2 separate regions of the Lathyrus oleraceus genome follow, and region 1 is linked to region 2. A link is a contact called in public Hi-C data. All regions are on one chromosome and are shown on one strand. Each heading gives the region's core, a stretch centred on a gene start, on an enhancer-like site or on the middle of the called end of the contact. The rest is flanking DNA. Distances are from core to core; before and after follow the strand shown. Region 1 holds the start of LOC127121710. Region 2 holds the start of LOC127121470 (leucine-rich repeat receptor-like serine/threonine-protein kinase At1g17230).

The links. Hi-C and Micro-C count contacts between places; a contact is called where the count stands out from the background.
Region 1: a contact with region 2 is called in a Hi-C map of leaf, with 4 times the contacts expected there. The contact joins the promoter of LOC127121710 here to the promoter of LOC127121470 in region 2. A contact is called at or near these places in 2 of 2 Hi-C or Micro-C datasets (both in leaf).

Annotation. Positions count from the first base shown.
Region 1 is chr1:9,119,169-9,121,868 of CAAS_Psat_ZW6_1.0, forward strand. It overlaps LOC127121710, which reads left to right and starts at 1,303. Exons shown (of 5, transcript XM_051052227.1): 1 at 1,303-1,507; 2 at 1,986-2,519; 3 at 2,615-2,680. The coding sequence starts at 1,319.
Region 2 is chr1:8,797,223-8,799,922 of CAAS_Psat_ZW6_1.0, forward strand. LOC127121470 (leucine-rich repeat receptor-like serine/threonine-protein kinase At1g17230) reads right to left here and starts at 1,397. Exons shown (of 3, transcript XM_051051989.1): 1 at 1-1,397. The coding sequence starts at 654.

The DNA of each region.
Region 1 (2,700 bases), core at 53-2,552, 320 kb after region 2:
GTGATATGCATAGTGATCCTTCGCAGTGGGAGTATCTCGAAGGCTCGCAGGAAAGTCAGTCTACGAAGAGATCATTTACAAAACCAATTGAAAAAGTCAACCAGTTAGCATGCTTTCAAGACTTCTTTACTTGTCTTAATTTTCTATTTTCTTACATCAGTACATTAATGACATTGTTGATGTGGATAAAGATAGAAATTATGGTTTTTTTTGCTATTGTAGCTTTACTTAGATGGGGCGAAGAGTCTTGGAATGTGCTTCAGACACAATTAGATTCTAAAGTTTATCAACACCAACAACTGTATTCCAGTTTGTTATATGACATAGTACCGGAAGTTATGAGTGTGTTGCAGGTAGCTAGCTTGGGTGTGTAGGATCGTGAGAAGTGGATGACGATTCCTGATATGGATTACCCTATTGCTTCTAGATACAGTGCCATATTGGTCTCATTGTCCAAGAAGCTTAACATCGCATTCTTCCCATTAGTGATAACTTCAAGTAGTCACAAAATTATTATAGTTGATTTTGTTGACAACAGTCATTGGATTCAGGTGAAGTTGAAATTCAATTGTCATTTGCCTCCTATCACAGACCGATGGAGACAAAACTATAATGAAGTTACAATAGCGTGAGAATCAGCATATGCGGACATATTAGACATTGGAAAGAAGAAGCTAGGAAATCTACATAGTTTTATTTTGTAATGATATTGTAACATTTTTGTATTATATGTATATATTTTATCTGATATAGTTTATTAAAAATGTCAAAAAAAAATTATGTTTTTTTTTCTAAATCTCACTATTGCTTCCGGATTTTTCAAAATTTCCAAAAAAAAGTTGTTTTTATTGGATTTTTTACCATTTTTTTTCAAAATATTCAGTATAACTCCACCGAATTTTTTAAAACACCAGTAAAATTGCACCGAATTTTTTAAATATTCTGTATTTCTTCAACAATTTTGCAGAAACCCATGATTTTTTTACCAACAATATATAAAACATTTGATCATTCTTCATACTATTGCAACAAATCTGATATATTTTCAAAATATTTAATATTTCGTTATCTAAACAATAAAATTTAAAAAAAATCAGATACTTGCATAAAAAATCCAATACTTACATAAACTTTGAAAAAATATCCAAAAAAAAATTAATAAGGGCCTAAGTGTAATTGAAACTTTAATATGGAGGTGCCAACTCAAGGTGGGGATGTACAGAAAAAATTTCAAAGAAATTTCTTAATAGTGTTTGTTATATAAATTTCAAATCGGGCTGAGTTGAACCCCTAAACCTTGTTGGGCTCAACTGGGAGAATGAATGCGGGTGGGCCTTGGCAGGCTCATCTCTGGTTGCGTTCAATTCATCACCTGCGTGAAGTGGCAATGTTGGCCATGGCTGAATCAAAAGCGAACAACGAAGATGATGACTACATGGGTGACCTTTCTAGGTTTCTTCCTACCGATTCTATTCAACCTCCAAATCCAAACACTTCTTCAAAATGGGTAACATTTTGTTCATTTCGAATAATTCTACGATTTCACCTTCAAAATTTAGCTTAGGTTTGATTTTGGGAACGAAAAAATGAAGTGGTGTAATTTAATAATCACTTGGCTCCCTTTTACTCTTATTATTTATGCAGCTACTATTCGTAGGAGAAAATATTTACTTTTATTGTGTAGAATCTGTAGTAGAAACTTATGGTGCATGTAGGGGAGCAATCTATGCAATCTGAGAAACTATAAAATTTTGATGTGCCATGTTTCTTTGAAAGATCTTAAGATCAGCTATTTGGATAGAAGTATGGTCTTAGATAGAACATTATGGCGGGAGTTGATCCATGTAGCGGACCCACTTAGTGGGATAAGGCTCGGTTGTTATTGTTGTTGTATTCCGTTCAGAACATGGGCATGGATCTTTCACTTAGCATTTTATAGGGACTATGCAAAATGTTATGTTGATAACTCCCTTGTTACTATGCAGATTTCTGACAAAAAAGGTCCTTCAATAAACTCTTCCAAGAGTCAATTGAAAGCTCTAAACTGGCAAGAACGGCGAAAAATTGAAAGAGAAAGGAAGCAAATACAAGAGGATGAACAAACATTAGCAAAAGTTGAAGCTCCAATACCACAATCCAACATTGGGTTTAAGCTTCTCCAAAATATGGGTTATACTCCAGGTTCTGCCCTTGGCAAGGAGGGCTCAGGCAGGGCTGAACCGGTAGGGATTGAAATTCGACGGTCACGAGCTGGTATAGGCTTAGAGGATCCCCATAAGGAGAAGAAGAAAAGGGAGGAAATCACAATCCACAGGAAAAGGAGGAATGAGGAGGCTCTGATGGAAGAATTTGGGTCTAGGCAGAAATCGCGGTGGAAGAGTAGGAGAGTTATTGTTAATTTTAATAAGGCTAAGGCTGCCCTTGACCAATTGGAGAATCGGGAAATTGTAGAGCCACCAAAGAATGAGGATGATGCCGAGGCTGAAGATGAAGAAGAGGAAGAAGAAATAACAGAAGAGGTGTGTGACTTAGTAATACATATTAACTTCATTTTTATTGAACTTGGTAATCCATGTTTGAATCGATAGCAAATTTGACAATGAAATGGATGCAGGACTTGCTCGATGTTTTGATGAAACTGAGGGATGAGTACAATTACTGCCTCTTCTGCGGATGTAAAGTAAGCGAACATGTGGTTTT
Region 2 (2,700 bases), core at 147-2,646:
ACATTCACTGATTTCTGAAGGTAATTTTCCTGAGAGACCATTCAAACCCGCTCTTATAACTCTAAGCTTCTTCAACTTACTTATCGACGCAGGAATGCTTCCTGTTAAGTTGTTGCTATAAATCACTAACTCTTCAAGTGATGTTAGTCCACCAATATCTTCAGGAATTTCACCATACATATAGTTTTCACAAAGGTAAAGCTTTCTAAGTGTTTTGATTTTCCAAACAAGGGTCAGAAATGGTCCATGAAACCTATTTGTACAAAGGTCTAAAACCTCGAGTTTATCACAGTTAACAAAAAAAGCTTCAGGAATTGGACCAGAGATAAAGTTTTTAGACACATTCAACTCAATTAACCATGGAAGGTTACAGATTGTAGGAGACAAATTACCAGAGAGATTAAGGTTGTGAAGTGTAACAGAAGTTACTATTGAATCAGTACAATACACACCAGTCCAATTGCATGGAGTTAAATCAGAAGGATTCCAGTTAACAAGATTATCATTTGAGTCTAAAAGAGAAGTTTTGAACTTCAAAAGAATTGAAACCTCTTCATTGACAGAACTTACAAGGAATATTCCAAGGCTAAACAATAGAATCATATAAAAGTTTAAAAACAGATTTTTTGAGTTGAAACTTAAATCCAATGTCATTTTCTCATAGGCAAATCAACAAACACATAAAGGGTTGGCTTAAAAATCAGAAGCAAAAAACACAGAAAGTATGAACATGGGACAATTGAGAAGTTCAAGACAAAACAAAAGATACCGTGTTGTGAAAGAAAAGAGATAGCTTGGTGGTGAGAAGAAACAACGTAACCAAATTGAGAAAAATAAAATGACCCTTTTGGTTAGAGAGAAAAATTAAATAGACCCATGAAAGCAATGAATACAAAACAGAGAGATAAAGAAGAGAGAGAGTAAAAGACATAACTTTGATTGATGAGAGCATGAAAAAGTGAAGATAAACCGTGAAACAATCACGATTATTGAGTCAACGCTATTTTTGTGTTACACAACTTTACAGCAAAGTGGCATAAACTAGGTACTGTTGTTGTATTTTTGTTTTCAGCGTTTGTTCATGTTCTGGCAATGTAAAACCACAACCATAATGTGTGGTTTTTTTGGTTCATGCACTGTTGCCATGATTTGTGTGTTTAACAGATGGAGTTGAAAAAATGGTGTGTGGATTGAGAGAGGACGAGAATAAGGACGTGTGGATTTGTTAGGATCATTACAATTCTCCGCCATTGTTGCTGAGCCTACCAAAATGGGAATTTAGTTTCTGTTGAGTCAGAAGTGTAATCATTTATAATATGAATGTATGAAAGTTAGTGCCATAGTGCCTAATTACACCACAATTATCTACTTGTTTGATCTTTTTTCCACTGCCACTCATATTCAATCACTTTGTTTTTCTTCTTCTACATGTTGGTCAATGTATACTACTTATATAATGACATAAGGGTACTTAGGTGCAAGGTAAGTGATTTGTGACACAAGCGTTAAATATTAGTATTGCATGAATTAAGTGTTTATTAGTATAATCAATCAAAGGTTTAATACAATTATGTTTCTATATTCTTCTTAATGAATGGTTAGTTAGTTAAGAGTTAGTTTCAACATTACTTGTTTCTCAAGTAATGATTCCTACTTTATATCTACTTGTATAAGTAATAATTGGTATATAGCATATGAATGGGAATATAGCATTCTGATCCATCAAGTGGTATCATCACTCTGGTTGGGATCTTGATCCCGTTTAACTGAAAACATGAGTTGTTTCATTTGTAACAACCGATTATTTTCTCCCTCTTGCGTGATTGCCCCTACTTTTCAATATCATTCTTGAACCCGGCTTATTTCTCACTCTTTCACCATGATTGAATCCTCACAAGAAAGATTCATTCAGCCAACAACTCTAAGATTTGAAAGTTTCTATGATTGCTCGCTCGACTTTATGAGTCGAATTGGGGTACAAACTGCAAGTGCACAGTTCTATCGCGTAGTTTTAAAAGATATCGATCCCACAGGGACTTATGAATCGATATACCGTTATCTAAGATTACTTCGTAAAGCTAAGGCAGATGATATTTTGATTGTTTGGGGGAAACGTTAAAACTAAAATAAGATCTAAAATAAATATCTAATAAGCGGATATCGGTATGTAATTCGTCGTAATTAGGGAATCAATTCTTTATTGGTTTCTTGGTTTTAAAGTAAATCTTTTCAGTTGACGCTATTGGTTAAAAGTTTTATCTCAAACTCTCGCTCTGTTGAATAAACTATGATTTTATATTAACGTAGCTGTCACTTATAGTTAAGTCAAAAACCACTTTTTGAAAACAGTAGAATCCGTAGAAACTCTTTTTAAGAAAACACTAATCGTTTAAACATCCTTATCTCAAACTCTCGCTCTGTTGACTTAGGTTATATAATTAAATTCAAATGCTTAACTCTCGCCCTCACATTCAATCTTTAAAAATACTTTTTGAAAAAGGTTAGAATTTAATTAACTCTAAAAATTTGCTCTCGCCCTGATCTAGAATTAATGTCCAATTTACACTGTCCAGTCAAAACCTCAAACTCTCGCTCTGTTGATTTTAACTTCTTTATATCTTTTACTTTCGTACAAAAACTTTGTTATTAAACCTGTAAATTGAGACCGTAAAAAGAGTGATTTTAATTTTAAACTTAATT